2 separate regions of the Pan troglodytes genome follow, and region 2 is linked to region 1. A link is a contact called in public Hi-C data. All regions are on one chromosome and are shown on one strand. Each heading gives the region's core, a stretch centred on a gene start, on an enhancer-like site or on the middle of the called end of the contact. The rest is flanking DNA. Distances are from core to core; before and after follow the strand shown. Region 1 overlaps LOC134807489 (a long non-coding RNA gene). Region 2 overlaps LOC129136660 (a long non-coding RNA gene).

The links. A called contact is a pair of places that touch in the nucleus more often than the background predicts.
Region 2: a contact with region 1 is called in a Hi-C map of induced pluripotent stem cells, with 2.2 times the contacts expected there. The contact joins two enhancer-like sites. A contact is called at or near these places in 2 of 7 Hi-C or Micro-C datasets (both in induced pluripotent stem cells).

The regions. Positions count from the first base shown.
Region 1 is chr10:80,875,873-80,882,856 of NHGRI_mPanTro3-v2.0_pri, forward strand. All of the region lies in intron 6 of LOC134807489 (a long non-coding RNA gene), which reads right to left. LOC134807490 (a long non-coding RNA gene) reads left to right here. Exons shown (of 4, transcript XR_010148082.1): 2 at 4,481-4,551; 3 at 5,614-5,704. Among named protein-coding and RNA genes, the nearest start is that of ATXN7L3B, 430 kb to the right of the region's middle. Within about 2 kb of position 1,854, at least 1 of the 24 cell types and tissues checked has an H3K27ac peak or open chromatin away from gene starts, as enhancers often do. A contact at or near this core is called in induced pluripotent stem cells, where this site is marked.
Region 2 is chr10:81,084,920-81,091,650 of NHGRI_mPanTro3-v2.0_pri, forward strand. LOC129136660 (a long non-coding RNA gene) reads right to left here. Exons shown (of 3, transcript XR_008538513.2): 3 at 5,587-6,731. Among named protein-coding and RNA genes, the nearest start is that of ATXN7L3B, 220 kb to the right of the region's middle. Within about 2 kb of position 3,587, at least 7 of the 24 cell types and tissues checked have an H3K27ac peak or open chromatin away from gene starts, as enhancers often do. A contact at or near this core is called in induced pluripotent stem cells, where this site is marked.

The DNA of each region.
Region 1 (6,984 bases), core at 604-3,103:
ACCCTCACAGACACACCCAGGATCAATACTGTGCATCCTTCAATCCAATTAAGTTGACAGGCAGCATTAATCGTCACAAGTCAACCCCTTGTCAACTTGAACCCATACACATCTCCTGAGATCGGACATAATCTTCAAATAAAGACAATAATAAGGTCAAAATTATGCCTAATGTAATACAACTATCCTTTGTACAAATGGAAATGCACCAATCCCCAAGCCAAATGCTATTACATAGAGTTAATAACACTTAAATGCTGATATGAAGTCAATAAATCTTATGTCACCTGATGAAGGAAAAAGGAAATACAATGAGGTATTTTCTTAGTACAAGTGTATACATGCACAAACATGTTTTTAACAAAAGAAGGAGGAAATACTCATGACAATTACAGTCCCCATTTCTGCATTTGGTCATGTGGTCATAGCTAGTATTGATGACTACCTTCCTCTACTACCCCTTCTGTATTCCCTTTTTCTTCAGCAAGCACCTCAGCAGGTTGTGGGTTTTTTTCCTGGTAGAGTGACCTAAACCTTCATTCTTGAAGGGCCTGGGTCATTTATAGCCCTGCCTGGACTGAGCTGTTGTAGTTCCCCATTGATCTTAACCACAGGGCATGGCAATACTAAGAGACACCCCAAGGGATCTCCTGTATTCCATGAATAGTCTTCCATACCTTTATTGTGGAATCATAGACTGATTTCATCTTGATAGTGTGGTCAATCACCCCAGCCAACACTGTAACTCCCTTCTTTGTTGACTTAAGGGTAGGAGAAGCCCAAAGGGTAAAAGTTATTTTCCTTCAGCACTTTAAACATGTCATGTCACTCTCTACTGACCTGTAAGGTTTCCACTGGAAAGTCTGCTTTTATTTGTTTCTTTCCTCTTGCTGCTTTTAGAATTCTTTCTTTAATCTTGACCTTTGGGAGTTTTATTATTACATGCCTTGAGGTAGTCTTCTTTGGGTTAAATCGGCTTGGTGTTCTATAACCTTCTTGTACTTAGATTTAGATCTTTCTCTTCTTTCCTTTGTCTCCTCTGACTGTATTTTCAAATAGCCTGTCTTTAAGCTCACTAATTCTTCCCTCTCCTTGAGTAATTCTGATATTAAGGGACCCTGCTGTATCCTTCAGTATGTCAACTGCATTTTTCAACTCCAGAATTTATTATTGATTCTTTTTAATTATTTAAGTTTATTTGTTACATTTATCTGATAGGACTTTGAATCACTTCTCTGTGTTATCTTAAATTTCTTTGAGTTTCTTCAAAATAGCCATTTTGAGTTCTCTGTCTGAGAAGTCCCATATCTCTGTCTCTCTGAGATTGGTCCCTGGTGCCTTATTTAGTTCATTTGGTGAGGTCATGTTTTCCTGGATGATCTTGATGCTTGTGGATATTTGTTGATATCCAGGCATTGTAAAGTTAGGTCTGTATTGTAGTCTTCACAGTCTGGGCATGTTTATGCCTGTTGTTGGTATGGCTTTCCAGGTATTGGAAGAGACTTAGATGTTGTGATCTAAGTTTTTGGTCACTGCAGCTGTATCTGCATTAGGGGGCGCCCCAAGCCCAGTAACACTTTGGTTCATGCAGACTTATATAGGTATGGTCTTAATGGTCTTGGACAAGCTCCAGAAGAATACTCTGGATTACCAGGCAAAGACCCTTTTTCCCTTTTCTTACTCTCTCCCAAACAAAAGAGTCTCTCTCTCTCTCTCTTTCTGTCTGCTGAGGTGCCCGGAGCTCTGGGAGGTGTGACACAAGCACCCGTGTGGCTACCACACTTGGAACTGTACTGCATCAGACCTGAAGCCAGAACAGCACTGGGTCTCACCCAAGGCTCACTATAACCAATACCTAGCTACCTCCTAGGAGTGCTTAAGGCCCCAGGGCTCTACCGTCTACGGATGGCAAAGCTAGCTCAACTTGTGTCCTTCCCTTCAGGGCAGTAAGTTCCCTCAGTCCCGGGATGAGATCAAAGATTTCACCCAGGAGCCGGGGCCTGGAGTCAGAAATCTTAGAAATCTACCTTTTTTCCACTTCTGCTGAGATGGCACCCAGAGAAGAACAAGTTTTTCCCACTCTTTCTTCCTCTTGCCTCAGGCAGAGGAGTCTCTTCCCATGTCAACCATTACCGCAGGCCCACAGTGGGTACTGCCAGGCAACCACCAGTGCTCACAGTGTTCACTTAAGGCCCAAGGGCTTCTCAGTCAGCTTATGGTGAATGCTGTCCAGCCTGGAACTCGCCCTTTAGAGCAGTGGGCTCCCCTCTAGCCCAGAGTAGGTCCAGAAATCACATCAAAGAACCAAGGCCTGGAATTTGGGACCCCAAGTGCCCATGTGGCACTCTATCCACGTGGCTGAGCTGGTGCCTAAGCTGCAAAGACAAAGTCACCTTTACTCTTCCCTTTGCTTTTCTCAAGCAAAAGGAATTTTTGCTTATAGCCACCACAGATGTGAATGTGCTGGGTCACCCCTGAAGCCATCACATCTAAGATTCATACCTAAGGCCTATGATATGTACTACCTGGTTACTGCTGCTGATTATTCAGAGTCTGAAGGGAAGGACACAAGTCGAGCTCACTTTGCCATCTGTAGACGGTAGAGCCCTGGGGCCTTAAGCGCTCCTAGGAGGTAGCTAGGTATTGGTTATAGTGAGCCTTGGGTGAGACTCAGTGCTGTGCTGGCTTCAGGTCTGAAGCAGCACAGTTCCAAGTGTGGTAGCCACACGGGTGCTTGTGTCACACCTCCCAGAGCTCCGGGCACCTCAGCAGACAGAGAGAGAGAGAGAGAGAGAGAGAGAGAGAGAGAGAGAGAGAGAGAGAGAGAGAGACTCTTTTGTATGGGAGAGAGTAAGGAAAGGGAAAAAGAGTCTTTGCCTGGTAATCCAGAGTATTCTTCCGGAGCTTAGACTTCAGTCAGCAAGTGATGAATCCTGCCAGGACTGGATTTCCCTTCAAGGCAGTGGGTTCCCTTCTGGCTCAGGGTGTATCTAGAAATGTTGTATAGTAGCTATGGCCTAGAATGGGGGCCTCATGACTCTGCTTGGTGCCCTATCCTACTGTGGCTGAGCTTGTATCCAAGTTGCAAGATAAAGTCCTCTTTACTCTCCCATCTCCTCTCCTCAAGCAAAGGGAAGAGGTCTCTTTCAGAGATGCAAGCAGTGCTGCCTGGTGTTGGCGATGGAGCAGATGGCAAAGCTAGCTAGGCTCATGTCCTTCCCTTATAGGCAGCGAGCACTGATGTAGTCACCCTGGCTTGTGTCTTACTAGACTGTGTGCCTCCCAAGGCCACTGACTTAGAGCCCAGTACAGCAATAGGACTTGCATAAAAATTGCTGTCCTTGTGTCCTAGACTGCTGTTCAAGTTTATTTAGGACCCCAATGCACTTTAGCCCTTGGTGGCAAGGCTTGCTGAAACTCAGGTTCCAGCCACTGGGATGGGCAGTTCTTCTCTGGTTTGTCTAAATGCTCCCTCTGTGGGCATCAGTGGAGCTCTGCTCAGTGTTGGCAGCACTGTGTTCCAATGCAAAGCGCCATAATTGCTGTGCTCTCCCTCCACCAAGTGTACAGATTATCTCTTCAAGACAGGTGACTGCTGCTGAGGAATGGAAGATGGATGGCATCAGCAATTCAAGACTCTTTTACCCAACCTCTTTAGTTCCTCTTTCAGCAATATGAAGTTAAAATCAGATACTGTGATCACTCACCTGCTTTTTTTAATTCCTATGGAGGTGCTTTTTTGTGTAGATAGCTGTTAAATTGGTGTTCCTGTGGGGAGGATGATTGGAGAACTCTTCCATTCAGGTATCTTGCTCTACCTCTCTCTAAGATACATTTTTTTTGTATTCAACATATAATTGGTTTTATTCTTTTCATTCATTTTGACGATGTCTTCATTGGTGTACTTAGACCAGTAATATTTAAGTTGACTAATTATATATTATAATTAATACCTACCATGTTTATAATCTTTCTAAATTTTGCATTTTCTTTGTTTCTCTCCCTTCCATCTATTTCTGTTCTTTCTGGTTTTAATTGATTGTTTTATGTGATTTGATATTAGCTGATGTCTGAGGATACACATTACACTTAGAATGTATTGAATTCCTTTATACATCCCTTGTGATATTGTTGTCAGTCATTTCATTTATCCATGTGTTATAATCACCAAATACATTGTTACTATTATTACATTAAACTAGCAATTATCTTCAAGATAATAAGAAACATATAAGATTTTTTATTCTTAAAAATAAAACTCCATTTATTCCTTCTCTTACACTCTTCCTTTCCTTAGACCCAAGAAAATATCAGTTCCCTTCTGCTCAAATAATTTTGTTTATTATTTCCTGTGGGAGGTATGGCATGGTGGCAATAAATTCCTTCAATTTTTGTTTAGAAAATAAAGAAATCTTTATTATTTATTTTGAAGAATAATTTTGATGCATATATAATTCTAGGTGATTTTTTTTTCTCTTAGCATCACTCTCTTCTTGCTTGAATATTTATGAATAGAAGTGCAATGTAATTCTTCCCCATGCTCCTGCATAGGTAAGATGTATTTTTGTTTGTTAATTTGTTTGTTTCTCTTGTAGCTTCTTTCATGATATTCCTTTTGTCTTCGCTTTTCTCCACAGTTGTTTATTTTTAACATTCTTAGGTTAGTTTGTTTTGCTTGTTTTTGTTTGTTTCTTTGTTATTGTCCTGCTAATTGTTTTCTGAGCTTTGTGGAACTATGGTTTGTTGTTTGTCATTAATTTTGAAAATTTTTCAGCCATTATTTTTCCAAATATATTTTTCTACTTTGTTCTCTCACTTTTTTGCTTTTGCATTCCACTTATGTATATATTATAACTTTGGAAATTGTCCCACAGCTCTGAGATGTTTGTTGTTTTTCATTCTCTTTTCTCTTTGTATTTCATTTTCTGAAGTTTCTATTGTCCCTTCTTTTATGTCACTGTTTCTTTCCTCTGCCATGTCATCTTCTGACAGGTTCATTGAAGACATTCTTTATTTTGGTTATAGTGTTCATTCCAGCATTTCTTTTCGACTCTTTCTTAGAGTTTTTATCTCTCTGCTTATATTATCTATTTTTGCACGTTATCTAGTTTTTCCATTAGTGTCCTTAACATATTAACCATAGTTATTTTAAATGACTTGTATGATAATTTGAATGTCTGTGTCATATATCTGTCTGGTTTTGATGATTGCTTTACCTTTTCAAAATGTGTTTTCCTTGCTTTGAAACATGTCTTATAATGTGGTGGTGTTGAAATCTGCCAATGTTGTGGAATAGGAAAAATAGGACTACAGTGTCAGATCCCATGTTTATCTGGCTAAGAATCAGTCTCTGTTCAAAATTTGGTGGAGCTACTGGTGCTAGAGGCTCCAAATTCTTCTGCTGTCTTTGTTTTTGTCTCACTTTGACTTTGGACTTTGTAAGTACTCCTCTTCCGCGAGTCTATTTCTTGCACAGCATTGTTCACAATGGGTACTCTTTCCTTCCCCAGAAACAGTTAGAGATCATCTTTTTCATTGTTTCACTCTGAGAATATGGTGGGATTCCTAGAGATTAAATCCACAAAAGTCTAACTTTGAGTTTCTCATTCTCAGGTTAAAATCCATACACAGCCAGGAGCAACTTGTCGAAAATTACCATTTAAGTTTTCCTACCAGTTTATTGTCTTAGCAGCTGCTGCTCAAGGTAAGCAAATCTCTGCTGTATCTCTGATTCAATATATTTCTACAGATTTTGGTGTGATGGTTTGCTTTATTGAATGCAAGTAGAGTCAGTAATATTGTTTGTCTATCTGGTTTTATCTTTATGTTTTTGTAATGACAGAAATGATGACTGCCACTCTCTGTACATGTCAGATCTGGGAATAAAAGCCCACTTCATAGATTTTAATTTTCTTATTTTTAGGACAGAATGTGGTTATAAATTATAGTTTTAAAAAACTCATTTTAGTCATGGCCTAATACACTTCATTTAAAATATTTTTATGTATGAAGATTTTAAAGTATTTTTGAAAATATATTTGATAAAATTTTTTTTCTTAATATAACAGTTGTCAGTTGATCCTGGTTCCTGATTATCTTATGGTTAAGTTAAATGGTAATAGAGTGCATATTTCCCATTGAGTTGAAGTATTTAGGGTATTTAGAAGTATTTAGAGGACATATAGACTCACACGATTTACTTTTTCTTCCAAATCTGTAAGCAGATAGGAAGGTTCTCCAGGGATTACAGAAATTTGGTCAAGTTGAGCAACAGCCTGTTTAGTCTCCTGACATTCAGCCTGTTTTTCCCTAAATCCTATAAGGAATACAGTCACCTTGTTGGTCAAAACCAGCTTCTAACACAACCTGGCAAATTATAAATGAACCCAGGTGGACTTTCCTTATTACCATGCTAAAGTCTCCATCATGAGAGGAACTGCAGCTGCATTACAATAACATGTGACCTATGTGCTGCCATAATGACTCACAGCGTCTGCACAACTGGAACTCCTCCTCTGCATGCAATGATGCACTGTCTCCCCACTCTATCACCCCATAAAACCCTTCTGTCACTTTCCCTTAGGGAGACATTGCTTTGGAGAATACTCCCAGTGTTCTCCTTACTTATGCCAAGTAATCAAACTCTTCTTGATCAAAAACTGCATTCTCATGGAGAGTCATTTGTTACTTGCTAGGTGAACGAACCCCATCTTTTTCTGGGTAATAGACCCATAGTCCCAATCCTGGCCACAGAAGACTAACACAGCTGAATGTTTTATGACTTTACTAGATCCTTAAAGATATTATAGACTGTCAGATATTTTCCAAAAGAAAGGAAATGTTCATTTCTGCTCCAGAAAAAAAAATCTTATAAAATCCTAGCGTCATATTCTACTTAGGGGCCAGAGAAAGGAAGGCAGATTTTATAGTTACAAAAATATTATTTTTTCAAATGCCAATGATGACATTTATTTCTCTCCTACG
Region 2 (6,731 bases), core at 2,337-4,836, 210 kb after region 1:
CTTCCATTCTGTAGATTTTCTGTTTATTACTATTTCTTTTGCTGTGCAGAAGCTTTTTAGTTAATGAAGTCCCATTTGTCTATTTTTGTTTCTGTTGTGTTCGCTTTTGAGAACTTTGTCATAAATTCTTTACCTAGGCCAATTGTATTAATCTTACTGAAACTGTTCCAAAAAATCGAGGAGGAGGGAATTCTCCTTATCTGATTCTATGAAGCCAGCATTACCCTGATCCCAAAGCCAGGCAATGATACAACAAAAAAGAAAACCAGAGACCAATATCATGATAAACATAGATGCAAAAATCCTCAACAAAAAACTAGCAAATTGAATCCAACAGTACATCAGAAAGATAATACAGCAAAGTTTTATTCCAGCAATGGAAAGATACTTCAAAATATACAGATCAATAAATGTGATTCACCACATAAATAGAATTAAAAACAAAAGCTGTATGATTATCTCAATAGATGCAGAGAAAGCATTCAATAAAATCCAGTATCTCTGCATGACAAAAATCCCCAAAAAGGAGGCATTGAACAAACATACTTCAAAATAATAAAAGCCATCTATGACAAACTCACATCCAACATCATTCTGAACAGGCAAAATTTGAAATCATTCCCCTAAGAACCAGAACAAGATAGGAATACCTACTTTCACCACTCCTATTCAACCTGGTACTGGAAGTCCCAGCTAGAGCAATCAGGCAAGAGAAAGAAACAGAAAGTATTTAGATTGGAAAAGAGAAATTCAAATTATCTTTATTCATTGATGATATCATCTTATACCTAGAAAACTCTAAAGATTCCTCAAAAAGAATATTGCATTTAATAAATGACTTCAGCAAAGTTTCAGCATACAAAACCAACGTACAAAAATCCATAGCATTTCTATACACCAATAATGATCAAGCTGTGAAAAAAATCAAGAACTCAATCCCATTTACAATAGCTACAAAAAAAAAAAAAAACCCTAGGAATACATTTAAGCAAGGAGATGAAAGATCTCTACAAGGAGAGCTATAAAACACTGATTAAAGAAATCAGAGATGACACAAACAAATGGAAAAACACCCCATGCTCATGAATTGGAAAAGTTAACATCATCAAAAGGACCATACTACCAAAAGTAATCCTCAAATTCAATGCCACTCCTATCAAATTATCAATGTCATTTTTCACAGAATTAGAAACAACCAACCCTAAAAATTTAAATGGAACCAAAAAACAGCCTGAATAGCCAAAACAACCCTAAACAAAAGGAACAAAGCTGGAGGCATCACATTATCTGACTTCAAATTATATTGCAAGGCTATAGTAAACAAAAGAGCATGATACTGGTATACAAATAGATATACAGATCAACAGAACAGAATAGAGAAGTCAGAAATAAAGCCACATGCCTGCAAGCAACTGATCTTTGGCAAAGTTGACAAAAACATACACTGGAGAAAGGACATCCTATTCAATAAACAGTGCTGGGAAAACTGGCAAGCTGTATGTAGAAGAATAAAACTGGAACCCCTATCTCTCACCATATACAAAAATTAACTCAAGATGAATTAAAGACTTAAATGTAAGACATAAAGCTATAAAAATCCTAAAAGGAAGCCTAGCAAAATTAGACTTGAAATACTAAGAGCTGATTTTGAAATACTGAGAGATCCGTTTTATGTTATAAAATACAAAGAAGGAAAAATGTAGCAAAATGATTTTCAAGCCCAAAAGAAAATAACGATTTATCTGGGTGAGTGGTCCATGGACAAGCAGCGTCAGCATCACCTGGAAACTTGTTAGAAACTCAAGTTATCAGGCTCCACCCAGGACCTCCTGAATCACAAACTCTGGCGGTGGAGCTCTGCAATCTATGATTGAAGACATTTTCTGGCCAGGTGCAGAGGCTCACGCCTGTAATCCAGCTATTTATGAGGCTGAGGAAAGGAGTGTTTCAGCCCAGGAGTTTGAGACCAGCCTGGAAAACATAGTGAGACCCCATCTCACAGAAAAAAAAAAAAAAAACACAACAAAAAATACTTTCCAGCACAGCACACTGTAGATTATCAGTTGTTCACCATCGTGATCTCTTGGCCATCTGGGAGCTTTGGCTCACTGGCTGCCCAGAACTAGAAGGGAGTATTGTATCATACAACATATTGTCAGCTTGGGAATATATCACAATTCAAAATTTGAAGTACAGTTTCTACTGAATGCATATTGTTTTCTCACCATTGTAAAATTAAACAATCGTAAGCTGAACCATGGTAAGTCAGAGACCATCTGTAGTTGATTTACCTTGAACGAATAATATTTTGAAAATTGGGGCTTATGAGTTAACTTGTTTTCATTTGTAGAAAAGCAATGGCAGTTTTCTTTTTTTTTTCTGTTCCAGTCTGTAACTGTTCATTTTGAACATGGTACCATTAAATTATGGAAGATTTTTAAGGACGGAAAGGGTCCCATGATTATACTGTTAATATTTTTAACTTGAAAGATATGGCTATGCATTGATTTTAAGAATTTCAATAACTGACATTTGATAGGTATAAACTGTGCTTCAAGTGATTATGCTTGGCCCTTCTCCCTTGCTATGTCATTAATATGCCTGACAACTCTATGGTACATATTATTTTATATATCAGAAAAGTATTTTTAAAATTACCAGAGGTCACATGACAGTAAGATGCAAACACAGATGTTTAATATCAAAACATTATATCTTGAAATCTATGCTATGCAAGAGTGGCAATAATTGATACCTGAAGAATGTAAATAATATTGACTAAATGCTAAATAGAACATCTGACATAAATTATATATATTAGGTAGTCAGTAAATACATGTTAAATGAATGGATAAATACCACTCAATTTATATGTACTCACCTGTGTATTTGATTAAGAACTTTACTCACCCACCTTATCTAAATCACGCTGCCCTTTTCCCTACATCTCTTTATCCTGATTCATATTCCTTCTTCACACTTACCACCACCAGACTTTTATAACTGTTTGTAAACTCACTTGGTATTTGTCTTTCACACTCATGTGCAAGCTCCATGAGAGCAGGGTGGTCTCTCTAGCCTACTGCTGTATCCTTAGTGTGTAGTATGTAGTGGAGGTTTAATAAAAATCTCAATAAAATACTTATAAATGAATGAGCAAGTTTTCTTGCAATTTTCAATAACAAATATTTGTGAATGCATATTCGCCTCCAGCTAATCCCTTTTCCTTCTATTACATAGACATTGAATACTAAGAAAACATTCCATAGTCTTATTCATGGGTCCTAAGGGGACAGTTTCAAAATGTTTACCAGTATATGAATATAGATTCTAACTGTTGAATATCCCCCTCCCCTGCAGACAGCAGACAGTCACACTGATTGTTTTTTGACAGTTTTGAAGCTAATAAAGTGCCACAGCAATGTAAGCTTGCAGAATGGCAGTTGTATGAGTTTCTAGAGAAAGGGGAAAAGTAAAACAGTCAGAGCCAGAGACCAGGTTAAAAGAGAAGAGTGATTGGGGATGGGATCACAATATCACCTCTGCCTTTCAAAGATTTATACTACCCTCTTGTGGTAGAGGTAATCCTGAACTCCACTGAGCCACTGTGGAATCAGCTCGTGGTCCCTCACACCAGCTGCTTATCATGGTTAACCCAGCAGAGCACACCAAGTTCCTAGGCCGGGAGCCAATTGCAACAAAAACACAACTCAGAACAAGAGCACAAAATGAAAGGTTTTAGGACAGCAATTTAACACTCAGCAATTCCCAGGAACCTTTTATTTCAGCAGGCTGGGAAGAATTTTGGTTCTTATTTGTTTTCACCTAGCAAAGACATCTGTTGGCACCCAGAGCTGCAGAAAGTGTCTGCCAAGTCCATGTTAGTCTTGGCCAGTTTTCAAGGATGTGCTGTACAGTACATTAAACATTATCCTACAGGAAAGCAACCTGTGACCACCCAGATCTCTGTACTAAAGACCCAGCCAAAACGTAAAGATTTCTTGATTGGCTGACAGATCATCTTGAGTTGATTTACCACTTCAGCTCTAAGAGCAAATGTAACAGCTGCAAGAAATCTCTGTTTTGCTCACTCAGCTCGCAGAAAACACATTTTAGTTTGAGAACATTTCCTTCCTTCCTTCCTTTTCTTCCTTCCTTCCCTCCTTCTTTTCCTTCCTTCTTCCTTCCTTCCTTCCTCCCTCCCTTCCTTTTTTCCCCTCTCTTCTTTTGTTCATATATATATATATTTTGCTGGCTTTTGCTGAATATGTAAGTGACTCTGTTCTTTCATTATTTTGCTTTAATTTAATCATGTCTTTTCTTGGCTTCTCATCGGCTTTGTTTTATAGTCTGGGTTCCCTCAAACAAGCCAGAAAAGGAAGGGAATTAGAAAAAGGCATAACATTTTTTCAAGTATGCTTGTCTTAGAAATATTTAAAAAGTAATACCATACTTTTAAAATCTCTAAACATAGATTCGGAGGTAAGACATGCTTATCTTAAAAAGTAGTCATTTACTTGCCTTTCTTATGTCGGGTACATGCAAGAAACTAACTTCATTGCAGTATGGAAGCTTTCATTTCCTCAACCATGAATACAGCAAACTATGAAAAGAAGGGAGCATCAGAAAGGAAAAGAAATAGGAAACCAAAGGCTATTGCCACAACAGTGTAAGAAACTGGCCAGAGCTTGAAAGTAAAATAGCCAAACATGGAGGATTTGCCACTTTCTCACTAGCTTCTTTGTCCTATTGGGGAAACAATAAAACATCTTTTCATAAGAATGTTGCCCACATGTGCTAAAAAAAAATATGCTACTAGTCTAAATGAATTTTGTAGGCCCTTGATATCCTATTTTGTATTTTGTATTGAATATTATTTTTAGAGTGCAGAAAGAGCATGTATATGGTCATAGAGCATCAAGACTAAATTCTGAAAGATAATCAGGACCTGAGACAAACAGAATGAGAGGCAGAATGTCTAAAATTGTGAAAATATAACTCGTAAAATGTGTTTTCAAGTTAGAAGAAATATTTCCTCTAAACAAAGTTAAGTTATCCTAACTGGTATTATCATTTCCCGGTGACCACTTTTTAAAGATTTTGTTTTATATAATAATGAAGAAAAATAACACATAGTTTCGGATCCATTTATTTAATAAAAATAACATTGGCAAGTGGGCACAATTAATTTATATTATATGCAAAGTATCTCAGTTTTAATGAATGATTTTATGTAAATGAATAGACAGCCTATTATTTCATATAATGTTATCAATGGATTGGAGTGTTGCTTTGTTAATGCACTTACCTGACCAGGATATTCTAGTATAAGGAAATCTTTCATGATAACCAAAGGTAGAGAACTCATCATTCCTGAATCTAAGGAATAACTAAGTTCTCCAATTACTGTATCAGAGTACTGTCAGAAAAAGAAAAGCTCATTAGTTCAGCATAACTACCTGATTATCTCCACACAGTACAATCTTATTTTTTATGCAAAAAAGGGTTGCATTTGGGAAAAGCATTGTTGCGTAGAAAATGTATTAAAAGAGCTCTGTGATACGTGCCTAATGTTTTTGTATTTTTGAGGAGTTTGGAAGACAGTATTATGCATACAGATGTGCTACAGATCATTAAAGATCAAGAGCTTTCAGATTGTAAAGTCAACAGGCTGATACAAAAATGGAAAGTGACAAGCAGCATCTTATTCAGAATAGGAGCTTTAAGGAGTAGAAGTAAAAGTAATATTCTAATCACTAACCCCACCCATAGAATATTCTGGTTTCCATCCTAGATTACTAAAAATTTAGTGGACACTTTAAAATTTTTATTTATAAAATCATTTATCAAATATGTCCAGAAAGTAATGTTGTATGAGAAAGGGTTCAAGTCTGCATCTGTGTCAATTTGAGAATAGACAATATAAATAAGTCATAAATATGCTTTGATGGACTAATTTAATAACAGGATCTCTAAAAGAATAGAAAATTATGGCATTTATTGAAAATACCAATTACCAAATTTTGACACATTTCTTTTTACATTTGAATGGAACATTTTAAATTTAAAATGTGCATAACAGGGAAATATCTCAAGTTTAAAGATACTTGGTATTTCTTGATTTTAAATAATGTGCCCCACCATTCGAAATGGCTGAGATAAACATTTTGACATGTAGACAACATAAGCAATGTTTACCAAGGAACAAAGAATATCCTGTATACGATATGCTATTCTTAATAATAAGAGAAGTACCTATTGCTAGAAAGCTCTAATGTTCCTAATTAAAGTATATAATTAAAGACTACTGAAAAAAAAAGTAGTATGAATACATTATGAAATGGGCCAGTTGTTCACAGCATCAGAAGCTGGCTACCATTCGTTTGCCAGACTTTTTGACATTAAGCTTAACCCTGCTGTACTTTCTAGACCCAAAATTCTCCCTTGCCAGCAGGGATTTAATTCATGGCCAGATGGTCAGCAACAAGTTGTCATTGCTACCAATCTGGCTGTGACCATACAGGCCAAATCAAGAAATTATGCTTCTGCTTTGTTCGAAGGTACATGTCTGTAATCGCAGATCGGTCCTGGTCCCCTGGGCAAAGGTTCCCACTTAAGTTCCTCACCCTGAACTCCTGCTTTCTTTCTGGTCAGTCCCTTTTCTCTCACCAGTTCAGAGACTGCAATTAGTCCCCTAATATGTCACCCTGTTACTTCATGCAGTTATTTTT